Linked DNA regions of Mus musculus: region 1 is linked to region 2. The links are chromatin contacts, called in public promoter capture Hi-C maps. All regions are on one chromosome and are shown on one strand. The core of a region is the stretch at or near the end of the contact, and the rest is flanking DNA. Distances in the headings are between cores, read along the strand shown.

Region 1 (6,616 bases), core at 2,729-5,228, about 37 Mb before region 2:
GGAGAGTGTGACCAGTTATCTCTCAGAAAAGCAGGTGTATGTGCCCAACAAGTAGTTAAACTGTGAAACTCTAGGGAGAGACTGAGCTAGAAATACACACTTGGGAGTCTCCAGTGTAGAGAAGGCATTTAACATTATGAGACTAAGCAATGTTCTCCAGGAGATACTAAAGATGGATGGAATCCCAAGGAGTAGTCATGTCTCCAAAGTGGCCTGTGGGAAAGATCATGAAGGATATAGTTAATTAGTATCAGGAAGGAATAGGGAGAGTGGGTGTGTCCGCCTATGCCTGCAATCCTGGCACTTGGAAGACTGGATCAGGAAGCCAGTGACTTAGAGTCCAGCCTGGGCTACATGCTAAGACAGACGAAACGGGAGGAGGTCATAAAGAGACCCTGACATGTCTTCTACACCTCACACTGATTTTAGAGAGAGAGGACTCCGCCTTTTCCAGTGTAGCGTGTACCTCCTGGAAAATGGTCACTGAATTTAGTATGATACACCATTTAAAGAGGCGTAGGAGGGCTGGTAACCTGGAAACCAGATAGACTGTGGGTTGAGGCAGGAATGGGAAATGAAGAAGTGAAGTCAGGGACAATAATACGTAGCTTGCTTACACAGGAACTGTACATAAAGACAGCTTAAGTGGCTGTGTCTTCCTTCCCACCTCAGATAGTTCTGATCATATGTCAAGGAAGGTCTGACAATGTGACATTTGTACTCAGTAAAGATTAGATAACGGGGTCTAATCATGTGGCACCAAGCCTTTAAAGTTTTGCTTAGTCATTCTTCCGTGACTACATCTTTTCCTTTAAATTCTTTCTTTCTTGTCTGTTTAATGCTGGAAATTGTTTAGGTGCCAAGTTTCCTGTAGACGCCTTCACGTCCCCTTTTGAGAAACTGGTGCAAGGCCCTTCCTGCTTTGCTCATTAAAAAAATTAATAATAATAGCTGCTATTTACATAGCAGTCAGCATTCTGTCAAGAAATTCTGTGTGCATCAAGTCTGTCATGATGTTGTTCTAGTATTAGAATAACAAACTTGTGATCTAGTTCATCTCCCAACAATTTAATGTTGCTGAACAAAGCTGTAACAGGAGGCTGGGCTTTCAGAATCAAGGACTGAACTTCGTATCCCCTGGGACTCTTGAAATTGTTACTGAATGACATGAAATATGTCCTAGGAAGGCATATTGAAGAAGAAATCTCACTCAGAAGACTGAACGAAAGGTCTTTTGGGAACTCTAGGGAAAGCTGGCACTTACCAGTTCACTCAGGTTACAGGCTCTTGCATCAGTGTAGCATCTTAAGCTGCACCAAGCTTGCTTCAGAAAGCTTCTACTTTACTCACTCAGTATTTCTCTTCCTTTGCTTTGTCTCTCAGTTGTGATGATAAGAGTGCTTAGTCATAAGAAAAGCTATTCATTCCCAAACAAAAACCTGGGAGTCTAAGGTATGTTCAGGATGGAGGCCATGTTTAAGCGGTTTTAAAAGTTTGCAATGCAGTGGTAGAAATACAAGGAAGAAAATGTTACCACAGATGTCATACAAATATTGACTGTGGAGAGGGCAAGTATCCATACAGTATACACATTTCAACTAGCTCAGATGTTCACACAATGATATTTATGGAAATGACCAGGCTGGTAACTCTATATTTAGTTTCTTGTGGAATCTCTGCTATTTCCCAAATATGATGTCCATAATTTTTTTCTAAATTCTTATTAAGACAAGGTCTTGCTATGTAGCCCCAACTGGATTCAAACTCATGATGATCCCCCTGTCTTAGTCTTTGTTTGTTTGTTTTTCTAGCTGGTTCTTACTGGGTAGCTCTGGCTGTCCTGGAACTCACTGCACATAGACCCAGGCTGTCCTGGAAAACACAGAGATCTGCCTGCCTCTGTTGGAGTTACACTATACCACTATGCCCAGCTTTATTAGCCAGGTAGTGTTGTTTGCCTAGTGGGTTTGTTGTCGTTTTTTTTTTTTCAAGATAGGAACTTGTTATATAGTCCTGAACTCTATATGTAGACCAGGCTGTCCCTAAACGTGTGCTGGGACTAACTACACTATGAGCCACCAAGCCTAGCCACTCATCTTTTTTATATTCCAAGGGGTCTGAGGAGGTCTCGGTGTGGCTCAGCACGAGGAGCACACTAAGCATCCATCAGTGGATGAACAAATAAGGAAGCACACCCTGAGTGTGTGTACCCTGACACAGAGTACTGTGTAGACTTATAAAGAAGGGCATGCGGTGACCTGGAACACAGCTGTAACTGCAGAACACCATGCTAAGTGGAATGAAGCCAAGAGCAGAGAGAGAAGTGCTGTGTGATCTCATTTGTGTGAAATTTAAAAAGCCAGTCTCATAGAATCTGTAGAAAAGTGGTAACCAGAGAAGGTTGGAGAGAGGAAAGTTGGTCCAAGGGCACAAAGGTACAGTTAGACTGGAAAAGTAAGTTTCGTTGACCCATGGTATTGCATGGAGGCTGTGGTTTATATACCGTGTACTTGGAAGCTACTAATAGACTGAAGATACTAATAGACTTATTTTTTTAAACATTCTTGTAAGAAAAAGTCAAGCTGGTGAGGTGATGGATATATTAGTGTGATTGAGTCTTCCTACAATGTACATATGGATTGAAAACATATCTTACACACAATTATTAGTGAACTAAAAATAAGACTGGAAGACTGGTTGTGGTGGCAACAGGTGTTTAATCTCAGGTCTAGGGAGGCAGAGGTGAATTGATTTCTGCCTGTTCGAGGCCAGCGTGGTCCACAGTGTAAGTTCCAGACCAGTCAGGAATACACAGTGAGACCCTTCATCAAAATAAAAATGCACTACCCCAAGCTAAACGAGACAACGAAGCCAAGAAAACTGACGACATTGTCAGTTTTATGGAGCCGATGCACCTGTGTACTTCCAAGGCCAAGCTCGGCATTGCAAAGTGAATTGAATGGAAACTTGCTTTTAATCTGGAACAGTGTGAAAAGAACACCAGCAAAAACACCTGTAACAGAGACACTATGATCTGGTTCTAGAAAAGGTAAGTATGAGCTGGAATATAGCTATCGTGAAGACAATATTAGCTTATAAGGCCATATTATCTTACTCTGTGTACAGTGCATGCTATAGATAACAGGCTAAGCAAGGCTTCTCACTGCCTGACTCCAGTTCTTAGCAACAGCTTTCCCCATTTCCACTTATGAAACGAGAGATTGAATAGTCTTTACCACATTGCTCTCTAGCTTGTGAAATATGCCTAATTCGCATAAAATACAGCAAAAAAGGAGTCAATTTTTTATGAACAAATCGGGACTACACATTGAGCTAATATCTTCTCTATGCTAGTTTAATAAAAACATGTTTTTATTATTATATTTAAACATTTATTTATAAAATAGAGCCTAACTCTATAGGGCAGGAAGTATGTAGCTCAAGCTGTCTTTGACATTGAGCAATCCTCTTGCCACAGTCTCTGGAGTGTTGGATTATAGGTGTAAGCCGCGGTGCACAGCCCTTTGGAAACCAATTTCACCTGTTCCCTTTGTAGGATGTAGGAAGGGAAAAACTAGAAAGCCACTGAATCGTGTGTACGGCCGTGCTCCCCGAGATGAACTCCAACATCCTTTTAAAAGGCTTAGGCAGCCAGAGCACGGCGGACACGTAACCCAGGCTCGGGATTTCCTAGTGTTGAGAAAGGATGGGCTGGCTGGCGTGAGCTCCGGGGCGGGGCGGGCAGGACGGCGCAGGCCCCGGGCAGTGTGGCTCGGGGGATACCCCGACCCCGGAAGGACCGCGTCTTTGCGCCGGACGAGCTGCAGGCCAGGTGTACCGGAGGCGGGTGCGTGAGCGGGGCGCGCAGGAAGGCGGCCGCCCGAGGCTCGCGTGGACAGAGGCGCGCGCCGCTGCACGTCCGCAGGGGAGGCGGGAGCGCGGAGGGCGCAGGGCGGAGCGCGGGGCGGGGCCGGCGCAGGCTACTTCAGCGGGCGCGCGGCCTGCGCCGGGGAGCCAAGCACGGCGGCGCGGGTAGAGGGCGGTGGGCGGCGAGCGGCGATGGGCCGCGCCTGGGGCTTGCTCGTTGGACTCCTGGGCGTCGTGTGGCTGCTGCGCTTGGGCCACGGCGAGGAGCGGCGGCCGGAGACAGCGGCACAGCGCTGCTTCTGCCAGGTGAGGCGCGCGGGCGGCCCAGGGGCTGCGCATCTCCGGGCGCCGGCGATCCTGATGCGCGGCCCGCACCGCGTTCCCGATCGCCCCGGGACGGGGCACCCTTCGATGGGCGTGGGCGCCTGGCCAGCTTGTCACACTGCTTCCTTGCATCCTGCCTTGGCTGCTCCGTGTCCACAGGACCGGGGGTTCTGAATGGACCCGGCACCTGGGCACCTCGTGCGAGCGGTGCCGGGGACGTCCCCAGCCTTTCTGTTCCCGATATGGACTCTTGGGGAGACTAGTTGTTCTTTAGGTCTTGTCGTTGTCAAGAGGTTGAATGACCTTGAGGGGCTCTTTGGGTGGCCTGATCTAACTGCCTGGTGTCTTTGCGGCTGTTGTTGTCCTGTGACTTCTCGGCCTGTGTATGGTGCACCTTGCCCCTGAAGCTTATTCTCGTATACTGACACTTCCTTTGCGGAATCCGAGGTAGGCCCTAGCTCTTCTGTATTCAAGTTTGATTATGAGCTGTGATTATTTACTTCTGTAGGAGATGTGGGTTCCGTGAGCAAAACATTCAAAGAATTTTATTTTCTTAGTGTAGCCTGTAAATTTTGTATGAGGCCGTTTAGGCTAGGCGCATTGAAATAACTGTGAATTTCATTTTGCTGTCTTAAGGAAATGCTAACAGCTTGGAAATACCCAGAAGTATCATATTCAGTCGATGTGCTAGTCTCTTAGTGCTTTCTTGTAAAGCCTGGAAGAACTCTCGAATATTAGCGGTTCCCCAGACTTTCTTCTGTTTAAAAGTGTATTAGATCATTTTATTACTGAGATACTTAATATGTAAATTGTATTGTTAAACAGACGTTCACGACCACACCTGGCGCTGGCCAGCACCCTTTCCCCCTCGACTTGTTCATTACTGTTCTTTACGATGTTTAAAATACAGGTTTGTTTTGTGGGTATGTATATTGTACCTGTGAATGTACGCATTGTAGGGGGTGCTTTTAGTCCACAGCTTGCAGGAACCTCTCCCCAACCACCACATGGGACACCGGGATCCACCTCGGGTCCTCAGGCAAATGACCAAGCATTGGCTTTCTTATAGCCCTATAAGCAGTGGCTCTTCTTATAGCCACCTTTTTGGTGGACTTCGATTTCTGAAATTACATCTATAAAAAAATGGAGGGATAGACAGCCAGGTCACTCGTGGGTCTTATTATTTGTGATCAGAAATACGTGTATGCTGCATATGATACTGTAAGATAAGCACTCGAGTGTCAGGAAGAAGGGGTGTTATCTGTTTCATCGCTTTAAACTTTTGGATTTTATTGTTTTGTTGAGTAATTTTGGAGCAGAAGTGAGTTGTTAGAAGTCCAGAAAAAGGCCATTTTTCTATTGATTACAAATTTAAGGTAAACAGTTTCAACATCTAAACACTTGAGATAGGAAGCTTTTAACTAGAGTGTTGAGAAAAGATACTAGGAGTTACACTTTCAAGTATGTTCTCTGGGTAATGGTATTCAAATACTGTTTGACTCTTCAACTTTGTTATACAACCAATCTTTTTGGATATTTACTTAAAATTGAGGAACTTTTAATTATTTTTGCATTTTCCCTTGGTTAGTAATAAGGGGTTTTTTTTGGTTTTTTTTTTTTTAGCTGTTGTCAAAATATCTTCAGATCAATCGATCCATCTATCTGTCAGTCTGTCTGTCTATCTGCCTATCTTTAGCCATTTTTAACATAGCCCTGGCTGTTCTGGAAATCACTGTGTAGTCTAGGCTGTCCTTGCCCTGACAGAGGTTTCACTGCCTCTGCCTCCTAAGTACTGTGATTAGAAGCAAGGGTCACCAGCCCAGCTCTTATTTGTTTTTTGGATTTATTTATTTTTATTTAATGTGTATTTGCCTGCATGTCTGCACCCCACATCCGTGAAGTGTCTGAGTAGGCCAGAAGAGGTTGTTGGATCCCACGGAACTATAGCGTGGGCCACCATGTGGGTGCTGGGAATAGAGCTCAGGTCCTGTGGAAGAGCAGTACTTGCTCTTACATACTGAGCTCTCTTCAGTCCGCAATAACCTCAGAGTTTCGAAACAGGGATTCTCACTCTGTAGGTCAAGGTGGCCTCCAACTTACAGAGCTCCTCCTCTGCCTCCAGAGAGCTTGGTTTAAAGGTGTGTCCCACAACCATCTAAGCCACTTTTTCTTTAAAGGAAGTTTCTGGTTTTCCTCTTCAGAGTCAACTTTGAGTAATAGCAAGATAGCCTGGAGCAGTGGTGTTTGTGTGTAACATCTGCAGACAGCTTGATCAGGGTCTTCTGGTCAGCCTGGGTTACATAGTGAGCTTCTTGTTTCCAAAGTATAGCCTAGCCAATGACAGAAATAGTCAAAATAGTCAGTTTGTTGTTGTTGTTGTTGTTGTTTTTGTTTTCTCCTTCCTGCTGTGGGTCTTTGTTACCAT
Region 2 (6,279 bases), core at 1,127-3,626:
CTCTTCTCTCTCTCTCCCATATTTCCCTCCCCCCCCCCCCGCCCCTCCCCAACACACAAGTGTTCCTGGACAGCCTTTCCGATTTTCTCTCTCCTTCTCCTCCTCTTCCCTTTCTCTCTGCCTTTCTTTGTCTCTACTCCCTTCTCAACTCCCCTCCTCATGCCCTAAATAAACTCTATTCCACAGTATATCTGTCATATGCCTGGTACCTCAGGGGAAAGGGGTGCCTCAGCAGGGGCCCACAGAGACACCCCCTTCCACCACACCAAACCGCCCACACTTCTACCAAACATATCCTGACTCTTTCTTCCTTTTTAAAAAAAAAAAACACAAGATACCCTCCATGTGTCTCTGTCCATAGCCAAGGAGTGACTTTCTAGAAAGCAGTATTTTGAAGGGTGCATCTTGACCTCTGAGATCTCCACAGCCAACACACTGTAGAGCCACCTTCCATCCACCCAAAGGAGAGCAATGCCTTTCTCTTCGCCCACACACCACTTTCAATAACTACTTCTTTCCAAAATAATTTCCAACTGTTCCTGTTTTCAAGGGACCTACTCGTAACTCATCAGCAGGCCAAGAAGTTTGTGTCAGTATCTGCTTTTTCTCAATAAAGTTTAGGGCTGAGGCAACATGCCTCAGTCGTCCACGTCACAGCTAAAACGGCAAGAGCACAGAACAGTCAAATGTTACGCAAGACGACACTCTGTATTCATTCCACGTCTGCCTCTCTGGGTCTCCTGTGAGTCACTGTCTTTTCTGTTCACTCATCATTATAAAAACTGCCAATTTTTTGCCCTAAAATTCCTTACACTTGTTTTAATGACGAGTTCTGGAGTGACTATGGAACCCATTACATCTCTCACCTCCACACTGACCTGTTAGCAGAAGCCAGGTTGTTCCGACTTTCACAACCATCTCTACACAAACAGGAAACGGGGCACAGTGAGGTTGCAATCCATTCACTGATCTGTTCAATCGACACATATGAGATGCTATCAGACAGAGACCCTCCTGTCAAAGCTTGGAAGAGAGGAAATTACAGAACCATCCTGGTGTCCATACTGCCTAGGGTAATAGCTACGCAGGAAGGAAGGCTTTCTAGAGGAAGTGGTCTCTGAGCATCCATCTCTTTAGTATTAAATAGACCTAAAACACCCTATGAGGTTATAAGACTTACTTGCCAGTAATCCAGTCAAAAAACATAATTTGAAAGAATTATTATTACCTTCCATAAACATGGCCTTAAATACTCACTTTGCAACAAATTACAAGCGCAACAAACTCATAGATTTTTGGTGCCTTTCATAAGTTTCTACAATAGGACTTAGGATGTTACCTACCATTGGGAGAAAAAGTGCATTTTTTAAAAAAAGACAGTCATTTCTCTAAGTGAGAATAAATGCTTTCAACAATCCTGACCTACAAAGCAAGGCTGTCGGAGAGGTAACAGGGCTCTAAAAAGTCCTGCTTTAATACATCAGAATGAAAGATCTCTTTGACTAGCGAAGAATTTGAACATACACACACAGAAACAGAGATAAACACACAGGGAACGTCAGAAACAAGAGACAGAGACAGCGAGATGGAAAAAGAGACGGCGAGACAAAGAGACAGAGACACAGAAGGCTTTTGTGGGGCTTTAGCCTCCAGATGATGAACCCCCAAACACTGCTTGATAAACAAGACTCTGGGCTGGAATCTGATTTGCTGGCCTGACAAAACATTACAATCTCAGGAATCCCAATCCCACCCCCACCCCATTCATCATTTCCTCGATCAAGTCCTAGAGGCTACAAGCTCCCCGGTTTTTACTGGTTCCTAGGGTTTACTGCTTGTAAATTACAAGACATAGAGCACCTTTCCAAAAGGAAAAAGGGGGGGAAGTACCGGCAAATGAAAGCAAGCGTGGCTTTAAAGCCCCATAAAAGACTGCATGTGGCAGAAATGAACTCGCCTGTGCGTACTACGAGCACCGAGGGCTCCCCTAAGCCACTCCAGGGGGTCTGGGATGCGCGGGCACGCCGCCCCGGCCGCGGCCCGGCAGGAGGGAGGCAGCGGGCTCACACACCTGCCCGGCTCCGGTGCCCGCGCCCTGCCGCGCCGCGCCGCCGTCCGGCCTTCGCCCGGCCCCCGCCCTCGGCCCCGGCCTCCCGCCCCAGCCGCGCACCGTGTGCGACTGCAGACTCTGGCTCGCCTCGACGGCCGCTGTCAGCGGCACCGTGTCGTCCAGCAGCACCTTGCCAGCCGGCGGCTTCTCCATGAAGGCCATCCCGGGCCGCCGCCGCCGCTGCCTCTGAAGCCGGGGCAGGAACCGGAGGCGCCGAGCCCCGCCACCCGCCGCGTCCCGCCGCCGCTGCTGTCAACGCGCACCGCCCCGCGCCCCGCGCGCCGCCGCCGCCCGCGGGTCCTAGCGCCGGTCGTCTCTGCCTGCCGGCTGTCAACACCAGTCTGCCCGACCTCGCTGGGTCCTAGCGCCGTTCTTCACGGCAGGGTAGGTGACTGCTATCGTCGTCCCATGGTTGCAGTCAGAGGCATTATGTCCCTTGCTCTCTTGGCGCCTCCTCGCCCCCGCAGCGTATACTCAGTACTGTGAGCTCCTGGCCTCGGGCGAGGAGCACAAAACTAAACCATTACCACCACATCTCGCACTGCTTCTCTGGACTCTAACAGAACTGAGCTTTTCAGATGAACCGTTCAGAAACTCAGGCTGGTAGATTTGAGACCCTACTGCTCCTAATCACACTTTCCTGCCCAAGGACCTTAGGACTCAGGATATAACAAAAAACAACTTCAGGGTGGCTTCTCAGTCTGAGTTTATAGACCAAACTTTGTAAACCAAATCTGGATTCATGTTTTAAACCTGGATCTTCAGGAGAACCTAGGTGCCACACTCTCATAACTGGATCCCACGGGGTTTAGTTCCTAATCTTTAAACAATAAGCTTTAAGACAGAGGTGGAAAAATAAAATAAAATAACTGATGCAAAGATTTCCCTGCTTGTATGCTTGGTCCTAGCTCACAGTTGAGCTTTAAAGTCTTTGAAACCAAAGAACACTCAGATCTCTTAGACGGTGAGAATATTTGGTCGGTCCTAGAACAGGCTCCAAGAACCTCAAACTCAGAACTATCAAACTTGATGATCAACTTGTCAGTACCAAATCTACCCTGCTCACCTTAACCCAAGACCACAGCCTTCCAGGATAATAATGAAATTAAACTTAGATCAGATGACTAGGACCCTGTTGAGGGTCTGTGTGATCTTGAATAAGTCTCTCTCTCTCTTTCTCACACACACACACACACCACACACACCCTGAGACCTCACTCTTCCATTGGCAAAACTAAGTAAATGCCATGTAGAATGTGTAATAGGAATGCAATTGGACAGGAAGGAACTTTGCACATATTTAAAATCTCAAACAATATGCATTCCATCCTGACAATTCACAGAACAGAGATTTATTTCTGCTTGTTTCCACTGAATTTCTATTATTTTATTCATAGAAACCAAGCTTCTTTGTGCATCCATCACCACTGCGATGACATCATAGCAAAGGTCTAGATTGCTCTTGACGGTTATTCTCTTCAGAGTTCAGGCTTAGAGATTGCTGGGCAACCCCAAGGAGCCAAGTGACACCAGAGTGCCTTCAGGGGCCAATGCTCAGAGGAGACCTGGGGATCTTCTTAATTTAGCCCTAAATCAATGAGACCTCTTCTTGCATCTCATTTTTATTCCTATGTGCTTTAGAGCAGTAATCCACTAAAGCCAAACCATGTGTCACTTTAGGACGGTTCCACTCCTTTCCTCCATTGCTTTGTTTAAGGACAGGGAGTATTTAATTGTCAGAGGAACAGAAACACAAAGTCTGCATTATTACTCTGGTCATGGTGGGGATCCATCAAGGCAAGGCCATGTTCATATTTCGTTGGTGGGAATATAAAGTGGCCTAACCCTTATGGAAGGCATTAAGTCACTCAGTGAGTATTTACTGATTTACTGAGAACCTACCATGTAATAAGCTGAGTGGTTGTGCTGGGATTTAATAATGCATATGAAAGGCTTGACCACATCTCACCTTGAGACTGCGATTCTATCTCTAAGAGGGCTATACTTAAGAAAGCAATGAGAGCTTCACACAGACGTATACCATGTAAAGACAAGCACTTAATCCCCAGTATAAGATTATACAATCATGGGCTGGAGAAATGGCTCAGCAGTTAAGAGCACTGACTGCTCTTCCAGAGGTCCTGAGTTCAATTTTCAGCAACCACATGGTAGTTCACAACCATCAGTAATGGGATCCGATGCCCTCTTCTGGTGTGTTTGGAGACAGCAACAGTGTACTTAGTGAATAGTACATGGATAAAGTACTGTGGAAGGGGAACAGGAGATGCGTATGGAGTGGGTGAAGGTGGAAAGGAGTGGTTTGGAAGAGGACTGCTATGAGAAAGGAAAAAAAATCAAGTTTGACCCAAGAACTAGGCAATATGCTGCCTTCACAAAGCTGAGGCGGGTCAGGGCTCTGGTGCTCGTTCTGAGCTACTCCTCAGGTCTGCAGCAGCTCCAGGGGGAATCAGAAGCCTGGCTTCGCTTTGCTTCAGCTTCCTCACCTGAGGCATGGAGACTGGGACAGCTTCAGGCAGGATTATCTATCGAGGGCCCTGAATTGCACTGATGCCTGAGCCATTGGCTAAGAACAAACTGCAGGCTATTTCAAGGGCGTCGGCACAGCCTTTCCTAGAGAAGGGAATTGCAATGCTTTCCTCTCTGGAAGAGAAGGGAAGGGACTGAAAAGGAGTGGGAACGAAGACTGGAGTTGCACGCGGCACGAGATTTGACTTTGTGACTTGCCTGTCTTCTTTACCAGGAAAGGGAAACTGAAAGTGAGCAACATCTGATGGAAGCCAGGGACAGGGTCAGGGTTTCCTTCCTCTGGCTCTTTCCAGAAGCCCTTCAGGACAAACACTTTTGCTGGGCTCATCTCTTCCTACTTAACTCAGTGAGTTCCTTGCCCAACCTCCTGACAGATGGGCTTCAAGCCTCACACAACCTCAATATTCATTTGGCTTTTCTTCCTTCCTTTTTTTTTTTTTTTTTAATTGGAGTTCTGGCCTTGAACTCTTAAGAGACCTAGCGAGCCTCCTGCCTGAGCTTCTGGAGTGGCTGACTACAGATGTTCTGTGCCTGGCTGTCTAGCATTTGAAGTCACACAGGCTGAATTCGGGAAACTCTTCTCAGACCAGAGCTGTTCTAAATCAAACAGGCTTGTGTCTCCAGTTCTGGGCCACATAAACTGATGAGGAATGAGAAAATGGGAGGCTTTGCCTCTTTGCATACATACAACTACTTGGAGGCCAGCAGAAGAAAAAAAAAAAGATTTTTATATTCTGCTATGTTGCCAAATGTTTAGACAGCTCATGGGCTGTTTATCTAACAATCTGAGGCTTGGCCAGATTGATTGAACATAATGGATTTTAGTGAGGAAATTTCTAGCCCTGACAACGGCTGTACAGAATCAGATCACAGAAGCTTGTGAAAACTCAGAATTTCCTAGGCAGGGTGGTCTTACAACTCCAAATGACTTTATTTCTTCAAATAATCATGGGATGGACACTGAGCAACAGATTTTACTCATAATAGTCATTCATATGCTAACATTTTCTATGTCAACACTGGGAAAAATATGTCCAGGGGCATAAGGTCACGATGGTTTACAGCTAAGAGCCACTTTAAAAATAATGTCTGTGGCAGCCAGGTGTGATGGCGCACGCCTTTAATCCCAGCACTTGGGAGGCAGAGGCAGGCGGATTTCTGAGATCGAGGCCAGCCTGGTCTACAGAGTGAGTTCCAGGACAGCCAGAGCTACACAGAAAAACCCTGTCTTGAAAAACTAAAAAACAAAACAAAACAAAAAAAAATTGTTTGTGGAATCTATTCATCTTGTTTAACTGATGGACACATTATTTGGGTCTTCTGCCAGCTGGTTATCCAGCACCAACTCCAAATTTTTCTGAAGATGCTGAGACTTTTGCTCTTGGCAAACCAGATGCACGAAGGGAGTAAAGAGTGAAGTACCTGGAGCCATGTGGCAGATGCTCATGCAGCCAGCCCCGAGATGGTCACACACGCAGCCAGCCGGGAGTGTAACCCAGGAGTGAGGGCACAGTGCCTGGAACTAGGTAATCAGCTAAGCCAGCACACAAGGCAGTCACAGCAGCAAGCTGCGCAGTGACAGTCAACCCCTGGTAGACTGTTTTAATATAAATCCTCAATAG

Evidence for each region. Promoter capture Hi-C pulls out the DNA fragments that hold promoters and counts their contacts.
Region 1: a promoter capture Hi-C map of the HPC-7 cell line shows a contact between it and region 2. The contact joins the promoter of Ero1a here to the promoter of Pxk in region 2. A contact is called at or near these places in 3 of 39 promoter capture datasets (the HPC-7 cell line, cranial neural crest and pre-B cells).

The regions. Positions count from the first base shown.
Region 1 is chr14:45,315,934-45,322,549 of GRCm38.p6, reverse strand. It overlaps Ero1a (endoplasmic reticulum oxidoreductase 1 alpha), which reads left to right and starts at 3,978. Exons shown (of 16, transcript NM_015774.3): 1 at 3,978-4,173. The coding sequence starts at 4,060.
Region 2 is chr14:8,094,308-8,100,586 of GRCm38.p6, reverse strand. It overlaps Pxk (PX domain containing serine/threonine kinase), which reads right to left and starts at 2,376. Exons shown (of 18, transcript NM_145458.4): 1 at 2,171-2,376. The coding sequence starts at 2,272.